Linked DNA regions of Pan troglodytes: region 2 is linked to region 1. A link is a contact called in public HiChIP or PLAC-seq data. All regions are on one chromosome and are shown on one strand. The core of a region is the stretch at or near the end of the contact, and the rest is flanking DNA. Distances in the headings are between cores, read along the strand shown. Region 1 has its middle 35 kb from the start of GOLGA6L7. Region 2 overlaps APBA2 (amyloid beta precursor protein binding family A member 2).

Evidence for each region. HiChIP or PLAC-seq counts read pairs in DNA pulled down with a chosen protein or histone mark.
Region 2: an H3K4me3 HiChIP or PLAC-seq map of stem cell-derived excitatory neurons shows a contact between it and region 1, with 7 times the contacts expected there. The contact joins two enhancer-like sites. A contact is called at or near these places in 1 of 7 Hi-C or Micro-C datasets (stem cell-derived neural progenitor cells) and 1 of 1 datasets of contacts at active chromatin or transcription factors (stem cell-derived excitatory neurons).

The regions. Positions count from the first base shown.
Region 1 is chr16:5,751,493-5,755,951 of NHGRI_mPanTro3-v2.0_pri, forward strand. No RefSeq gene overlaps it. Among named protein-coding and RNA genes, the nearest start is that of GOLGA6L7, 35 kb to the left of the region's middle. Within about 2 kb of position 1,804, at least 17 of the 24 cell types and tissues checked have an H3K27ac peak or open chromatin away from gene starts, as enhancers often do. A contact at or near this core is called in stem cell-derived excitatory neurons, where this site is marked.
Region 2 is chr16:5,955,006-5,959,464 of NHGRI_mPanTro3-v2.0_pri, forward strand. All of the region lies in intron 5 of APBA2 (amyloid beta precursor protein binding family A member 2), which reads left to right. Among named protein-coding and RNA genes, the nearest start is that of APBA2, 170 kb to the left of the region's middle. Within about 2 kb of position 2,071, at least 8 of the 24 cell types and tissues checked have an H3K27ac peak or open chromatin away from gene starts, as enhancers often do. A contact at or near this core is called in stem cell-derived excitatory neurons, where this site is marked.

The DNA.
Region 1 (4,459 bases), core at 554-3,053:
TACAGAACGTGTAGGTTTGTTACATGGGTATATGTGTGCCATGGTGGTCTGCTGCACCTATCAACCTGTCATCTAGGTTTTAAGCCTCACATGCACTAACTATTTGTCCTAATGATTCTTCAAAAATTCTCTGAATACTGGCAGTTGGCTCAAGCTCACCAGATTTAGGAGTCCTGAGTGAGGCTGGTGGCAGGCCTGTACCTTTATTTTTAAATTTATTTAAATTTATTTCATTTTTTAAAATGATAGGGTCTTCTTCTGTCACCAAGGCTGGAGTGCAGTGGCACGATCACAACTCACTGCAGTCTTGAACTCCTGGGCTCAAGCGAGCCTCCTGCTTCAGCTTCCCAAAGTATTGGGATTATAGGTGGGAGCCACTGTTCTTGGCCCTAGGCCTGTACCTTTCATCTTGTGCACTGAGGACTTCAGCCACTATCACTCCCGGGTGCTGCGATGGGGTTTAATTTCCAGTGACTGGCCCAGAGCCTGCTCATGGGAAGATCTCAAGGGAGGCTGTTGAAGGAACAGCATGCAACTTACCGGCCCACACACGTTCACACAGATGGGGGTGGGGGTTTGAGGAGGTGGGGGGTGTTGTGTGGATCAGCTTCAGGCACAGGTGTCTGGTTTCCTATGGGATGTGACCACATAACAGTAAGGCAAGAAGATGACTGCATTTATCTTCTCAGAATCACTTCTTCCTAATTGTTGCTTCCCACTATTAGCATTGGTGAAAGGCTGGGCCACAGGAGGCTGGATGAACTTTGTGTTAGCCAGGTAAGCAGAATGTCTATGCAGGTGGAAAGTAGACAGTGAAGGTGTGCTCATCTGAGTGGGGAGGGGCATAGGTCAGGAACCTCGTTGGCCTGCCCTGGCCTTTGCCCCTTTGTTTGGCCCTGTGGCTATAAAGCTCCCCTACCAGGAGCAGCCCCCACTGGCGGCTCTGGCCCTGGAAACCTGTGAATGTTTGGTGGGGGCAGGGTGTGGAGAGGCCAAGTCCACAGTGTATCTAACCCTAGTCCATCTCAGGATTCGGCTTCCCCCAGCCCCTTCTCCTTAGGGGCTCAGCTCGGGCCCTCAGGGCAGCAGGAAGATGCGCTGTCCTCACTCCCAAGTCCCCCTGCCCTTCTGTGCCTTCTGGCATGGGCAGAACTTCCCATGCCACAGCTTCGCCTAGTCCAGCCACAGGAGAAAAGAAAACGAGGGCAAATCACCACGATTTGGGGGGAGGGAGGCCCCTGAGCCCCCGCTCTGCCCAGACAAGGCATCCTGTGCATCTCCCATGGCTCATCACATCTGCCTGGGACTCAGTGAAAGGGCCAGAGGGCCAAAGGTGACACCGGAGTCTCCAGCACGACCTTCGAGGGCCTCCAGGGCATTTCTCGCGCTGTAGGGGCGGAAGACTGGCTCCCCTGGGGATGCATGTGAGTGTCTAGGAGTGTACGCTCCCCAGGGCCCCGCGGAGGTCAGGGTTCTCTCCATTTAGGACAGCAAGGAGAGAAAGCCCTGGAGTGAGGCCCTGGGGCTGGGGGCTAAAGCAGCACAGAGTATCAGAAACGGGGTGCTGGGATGGTTACCGGGGACCGCCAGGGAAGACTTGGGAGTCCAGCATGCGCCTAAGGGAGCTGCGGTGGGGAGGCAGCAGGGGGCCTCCTCTGCCGGATGGGGCCTTCGGAGGCCGCGATCCCCGAGAGTTCTTCGCTCGAGGGTTCTTCGCTCTAGGGTCCATTACAGCTGCGCGGGGCCGAGCAAGCAGGGCGCGGCGGCCGGGGCAAGGTGCGGAGCCTCGCGTTCACCGGCTCTACCTGCGGAGCCTCGCGTTCACCGGCTCTACTTGCGGGACCAGACCCCTGCAGCTCCCCAGCCAGCACGGCCGGGGCACGCCCGGGAATCTGTGTGCTCCCCAGGGCCCGGGGCGTTCGGGGCGCCGCGCCTTCCAGCGCCTGGGTTCCAGCCCCGATCCCGGAGACCGGCCCGGGGGGACCCGGGGTGCCGAGTGCACCCTCCTGCCCTGCAGACTGTCCCAGCGCCGGGGCCAGGGGGCGCAGGACCTCGCGCACGCCCGGCGCGGACGCATCTTTGTCTTCCCTCTCTTCACTGCGCGCGATCTAGCCGGGAATCGTTTTCCGGCCCCAGTGTGCCCGGCGGGGGCGAGGCGGAAGCGGCCGGGGCGGGGGCGCAGGCCCGGCAGCCGCAGGCCGGTGCGGGATGCGCCCCGCAGCCGCGCCGCGTGCGCCCGGCAGAGGCGGCCCTGCGTGCCGTACGCTGCGTCCGGGGCGCGCCCGCCGCTATTCGGGAAGCTATTCAGCTTCCCGGGCTCATTAGCAGTCGCGGTGTGCGGCTCGGCGCGGGCTCACAAAGAGCTCGGCCTCGCGGACTGAGCCGGCGGCGGCGGGGCGGGGACGGCGGCGTACCCGGGCAGCCCAGCGCCCTGGCCAGGTAAGCTGGGGAACCTGGGCTGCCTGACTTGCCGGCGGCGGCAGCCTGGGGCCGCCCGGGGCGCCGCGAGGACCCGGACGCGTGGGGGGCGGCGCGGAGGTTGCGGCCCGAGCGCTCCAGAGCGCTGCCCTCCCGACTCAGCGTGGCTGCGGGGCGGCCGCCGCTGGGATATGGGGGTACAGCCCGGCGGCCCCACTCCTCTCTGACCGGCCTCTTACCCCTCCCACGACGGGTGGGCGGGCGGGGCGGGGACCAGGCGGCGGCTTTCGCATCCCGCGCGGGGGGCACCGCGGCAAGGGGCCACCCGGCGCGGACAAGAGGCGCTGTGTGGCGGGGCTGTCCGCTCGACTCCTGCCGGGCTGGCCGGGCTGCTTGGCACCGGCAGCAAGTCCCCGTGCCGGGCGGCAACTACTGAGTTTGGGGTCGCCTCTGGGTTCGCTGCCCCCAGAGAACCCAAGCCCAGATCTTCGCCCCCTTCCCTTTCCCTTTATAATAAGGCCCAGAGGGAAAAACTTATCAATTCAAAACCCCACACCCCGTTGCCCCTGGGCTGCAGGTGCCCGGTTGGGGGCACGGCGCGGACCTGCCCCTCGGCCTGGCGCCTTCCCCATGGTAGGCACTGCCTGGCAAGGCTGCTGGCGGGAGATCTGGCTGCAGATGGTGAAGGAGAACATCGAGGCCCCGGGTCGCCAAGCAGGGCGCCATGGGCCGGGCAGCGGGCCTCGGTGTGCCCAGGCGGGGAGGGGGCGAACTTCCTTTCTCCGACGCCTGCCGAGGACCCCCGTGGAGAGCAGAGCCTTAGAGGGGCCTGCTAGTCTTAACTTCGTATTTACTGGCAGAAGGAAGGCTTAATTTTTCAGATCTATTCAGATACGACCTGGCAGGCACCAGACATAAATCTGTGGTTGAGTGCAGTGAGCTCCTAAATGGGCATGTGGAGGGTGAGGCACCCCGAACTCGGCATCTTGCGTCTGGCACTGTTTTTGGGCTAAACTGCCTCTGGCCTCTTCAACCTCCTGTGCCTCTTTCTGTTTTTGTTTTTGTTTTATTTTTCTGTTTTCCTTCCTCTTTGAGAAAGGACAGTGATTTTAGAAATAATGACCCCAGAGCTTTGCAGGTTGAAGTGGGACAAGTTTTCCTAAGGTGCAGGTTGGCAGGTGCCAGGAGCCTGCAGGCGGCTTTTTCTCAGGCCTCTGGGTCAGGGTCCCTCCAATGAGGTGAGGCAGGGGTTTCTCCTGTGTGTCGCCACTACGCAGGGGACAGGATCTGGGTTTCCCAGTCCGGGGCGTCCAGGATGCCCTGCCCTCTGCGCTGATTCCTGGGTGACCGTGGGGGCTGCTTCCCCCTGCAGCCTGGGCTGGAGAGGGTCCCCTGAGCTTAGGATCTGCCAGGCAGGAGGGCCAGGGTGACACGGACCTGGAACGCTGGGGCTCCAAGCAATGTCCAGGGCGTGAGTGGATAAAGCTGGAGCTTGCGGCTGTGTGCCGGCAGCCTTCCCTCGGTGGGCTCTAGCAGCACTGTCAGGGGGGCCCTTGGAGTGGGCTCCATGGCCGGGCTGGGACTGGGTGATGGCATTAGCGATGGGGCACCGAGTCTTCCCTCTCATTTGTTAGGAAGTGTGGTCTGTGTCCCTCCCTACTGCCGGTCTCCTGGGCTCCTGGGATGGGAGGAGCTGCAGGCTGAGTCCCACGGGGTGTGAGTGTGTGTGAGCAGGAGAGTTGGGTGGGTGCTGGAAGGAGGTGAAACTGGTGACCATCAGCTCCTCATTCTCTTGCACCTTGCATGTTTTCTCTGACACCCTAGACTCAAGTTGTGGCCTGCTAGTTAACTTGTTTACATAACCTTTTTAAGTAGTTCTAACCTTTTTTTTTTCAACAAAATGTTAGTTTTACAGGCATAATTGGTGGGGATGGATTGTGAAATGGAGGTGCATAAATACCTAGTTTGCCAACTGAGCTAAGAAATACTGGATAAAAATAAGAGATAATTGTAAAAGACACTGATCACACCCCTGGAAGCT
Region 2 (4,459 bases), core at 821-3,320, 200 kb after region 1:
GACTCTGATACTCACCCACTCCTGCCTCCTTTCCCCACTCCAGACCTAGGGGGTACTCCAGGGGGCAGGCTCTGCTGCTGATCTGGTGGCTCGCCTCCTCCCAGTCCTGTCCTGCCCCATTAGAGCTGCAGCCCCTCCTCCCAGTTGAGGCCAGGTCCCGTCTGCACTTTGGAACCTCACACGATCTGATGTCGTTTGTCTCCTGTCCCTTTCGCTCGCCCCTCCACTGGCTTTTGACCACATCTGTCCCACCCTGCATCTATCCACACCACCCCGCTCTACCTGCCCCTTTTCTTTCACAGCCGGAATCTGGGAGTGGCCGCCTCATTGTCTGCACCTCCCCTGCACCTCTCAGCCCCCTCTCTGGCTCCTGCCCCGGTTCCTCTGAAACAGCTCTTTGAGGTCACAACTGACTTCCTTGACACTGTGCCCAATACACGAGGTCTCCTTGTAGTTGGCCTCCTGCTAGCATGGGTGCAGATGGGCAGGCCTCCCTTTCTAAGCCCCTTCTTTTCTTGGTACTTAGCAGAGCAGAGTCCTGGGGCTTCATCCTGCCCCCTTGCCCATGACCTTCCTTGCAGACTCATCCATGCCTGCAGCTTCACTTGGCACCTGCAGATGGTTCATTCCCAAATCTGTTTTTCTAACCAGGACTCCCGAGTCCAGCCGCCTACTGAGCATCCAGGCTCCTGTCACTAAACTTGCCTGGAATCCCCAACCCAAGCTCAGTCCTCTTCCAGGCACCCTTTCTCAGTGAGGGGCAAGTCTGTCCATCGAACTCTGCAACCATTGTCTAGCGTCCTCATCCTCTCTCAGACTCCAGTCCAACTTCCCGTCCTGTTGATGGACCCCTAAATCCCCATCTGTTGCTGTCTATCCATTTCCATTGTCACCCTGTCCATACCATCATCACCACTCATGTGCTGGGATGGCTACAGTAGCCTCTCAGCTGCTCTCCCTTCTTCCTCTCTGCTGCCTGCCCCTCTGCCAGAGTTCATTTCTAATGAAGGAGTGGTTGGGCCACTTCCCTGATGGATACCCTGGAGTGACAGTCCTTATGGCCTGTCACCCGTGGCCCCAGGGTCCTCACATCTGGGCAGCGCTTCCTCCCCACCCTCGACTTGTCTCAGCTGCTGGCCCATGCCCTAGGCCTCGGCAGTCCAGACATCCTATAGCTCTTCTAAGGTGTCATTGTCTCTGCACCCTAGGGCCTTTGCACCTGCTCCCGCCTCAGCCTGGGAAGCTTTCTCCTCCTTTTGCCTTACGGCTTGTTGATTCCTTCTCCTCCTCCAGACCTCAGCTTAAACAGCAGCCACCCCCAAATTCCTCACCAGAGCAGCCTCCCTGTCCCTTCCTTCCCAGGGCCATAGCCTCCCTTTTGAGCATTCACCATGGCCCATCCTGATGCATTTGTTCTGTGGCTGTGGGACTGATGTCAGCCTCACTGTGTAGCCTGTGAGCTCCATGTTTCTGTCTTAACACCGGTCTTTATACAGTAGGTTCAGAAATGCTGAGCACCTGAACTCATGACAGTGAACTTGGGCAAAGCCACGTGTCCCACTTAGATGGTCCTTATTTGTAAAATTGGGACCCTGAGATTGCTTCATGGCGTGGTTGAGGACTGGGTGGAACTGTACCATTGTTGCACAGAGGTCTGGTGTGTTGGGCATGAGGGCTGTACTCCAAGACTCTGTGCCTTTGCAGAGAGCAGCGGGCCTTGTGGACGCACCCCCACACTCCCACATACACCTGTGCTCCAGCTCCACCCAGCCACCTCCTCCCAGACCCCCAGGAGATACAGGGACAGGTCTTGGAGCTAATGAGACCCCCTGGGGCCACACTGGCACCTTAGAAGACTCTGTCCACCACCCATGTTCAGGATAATTTTCTCCAAAGGTGGCAGGAGTGGAGACCCTCAGGCTTGAAGCTGTGGGACTCCCCTCCCCTTCCCTGTCCAGAGGGCCTAGGGTTTTCCTAAGCGGTGTTTCAAACAGAGGCTTCCTCTGGCAGGGGAGAACCTGGAGCGCCTTATTCTTCTCCAGACTGTGCAGATACACTGTGCATATGCCTATGTGAGTAAGATATACGGTGCGAAAAGGATAAATCACTCTCTGGGGAGACAAGATCTTTAAACCTGTATCTTGATTATCTTGTCATTTTGTCTCCCTCTGGTGGTCTCAGCTTAGGGTCAGTGCAAGACTTGAGCAAAGTAACAGAAATTTCTACCCAAACATGTAGGGCTAGCTGCTTTCATTTTCTAACGAAGCTGTTAGATTTGGGTTCTGCGTTTCCTGCGGAAGTTGAGAGCTGTGCCCATGAATCTGATATACTCCCGGCACCATGCCACCCCCACTGGACTCTTCTCTGGGTCTGGGTTCTCCTCCCGTGGTGCGTGTGAGTGGGAGGCAGGATGCTGGGGCCACCTTGGACTCGATTGTTTCTCGCTGAACAAAAGAGCAAGGCAGGCATGGAAGGCCCCCAGGCAGAGGTGGGTGGTGGCTGGAGTTGCAGCAAGGCCCTTGAGTGCTTCACTGGCCTCATCCCGGAAGCAGGCATCCGTGGGTGCCAGTGGTGACCCCCTGCCTGGGATGGGGCACCCTTCACACGCAGCAGTCTGTGCCCAGATGGGCCCCAGAACTACTGACGCTCACTTCAGGGGGAGACGAGGCCAGTCTTTCCTAAATCTACTCAAGGACATGGGTCGACACGGAAATGTGAACCTCAGAAGGGTCTGGTGCGCTGACCAGGGCCACCCTGGGGGCTGGCGAGAGAGAAGCCAAGGGGCAGTGCCTGGAAAGGTAGGAGTCAGATTCCAAAGGGAGGGCTGGCCTCCCAGCCTCCCCAGGGCCTGGGGCCGACAGGGTGCCAGGCAGCCCCTGCCACAGAGGGGACATAAGGACACTCGCCCAAGGCCCTGGTCACCTGCTGGGGCTGTGAGGCTGGGGTACCTGGGGCGCCTGGAAGAACCAGAGCTTTCCTGCAGAACAAAGTGACGCCATCTAGTGGTCAATGAGAGCCACTGCATTGGGCCCCACTGGGTGACTGGGGCTTCACTGGGGAGTGCCTGTTGAGCCGTGCTCACTGGGGACGGCAAGGTGGTATGAGGTACTAGAAACAGGCCTACCTCAGGCGCTGGGAGCCTTCCCAGCCCCACAGCCAGATGCCATAAAAGGCAGCACAGGGCATGTCTGGCGAGCCTGTGGCAGCCAGGGCTGTCATACACGCTCTCCAAGCCCCCCAGCTAGGCAGATGTGCACACTTCACTCTTAAGAAGCGCCAGGGTATGGTAGGGGTACTGCATTGGGATAGATGGGTCCTGTTCCCTCTGTGGGGCTGCCTCTGATTCCCCTGGTGACAGGCCCCGGTGTACCCTCTGAGAGACAGGTGGACAGGGGTTCCTCCCCTGGTGCCACCCCTGAATCCTGCAGTCCCCCACATTGGTGCCTGCAGCCCTGCCCAGCTGGGAGAAGGTTTATCGGCTCCAGGGCAAGGGGTGAATGGAGGATATTTAAAAGCTGTGGGAGGACCCCATTGATAGGACTCAGTTAGATGCAAAGGGGAGGGATAGGGGGGCCCTGTAGGGAGAGACGGCTGGGAGCACAGGTGATCCTCTGACCCCAGGGGCACGCAGACCTACTACTGCCCAGGAAAGCAGGAAGGAGGGCCAAATGGGCTGAGCACCAATGCGAAGCTCCCCACCTGGTCTGTCTGAGCAGGTGAGGGAGGGGCAGCCAGGAGTTTGAGGCAGTGGAGGGGTCTGGAATAACTCTTGCATGGAGGAAGAATCTGAGTTTCCCAGAGAGATAGATGAGAGTTGTGAGGGTGTTTGTGGGGCATTTGGCACTCTTATAATACACTCTTATAATACATTTATCATGGCACTCATTTGCCCTCTTGGGCAGCTTTTTCCAGCCTCGGGTCCAGAGAAAACAGATTGGAGATTTGCTGAACTCCTGTGGGCAGATACACAGGACTGGGGTCAGGGAGCTGAGGATACTGGGCGGATGTTATTGAAGTGGTGGATGGCGGCGCCCAAGCTGGGCCAGTTGATGATTTTAGCATCAGAATGGGTTAGAGGTGAGACCAGGGATCAGCTGGCTGAGGGAGGGAAGAGGTCAGGAGGTTGCTGGCACGAGGGCTGGGGAACTGCAGGATGGCTGGGCCCGTGATCCTGGAGGGACTCAGGGAGGGGCCAGCTGGAGCAGGAGGGGAGCCAGGAAGCCAGGGCCAAAATCCCCAACGGAAAGGGCTCTGGCCAGGAGGTGGGCAGTCGGGAGGGATAAGGCAGGTGACATAGCCAACATGGGTCTGAGAGGACAGCCAAGCCACGGTCTAGGATAGCTCAGAGGTCGGCTGACTGCAGCCACAATGGCAAATCCTCCTGGCCCCCTGATTTTGCATATAAAGTTTCCTTGGCACACAGCCACACCTCCTCTTTTACATATTGTCTACGGCTGCC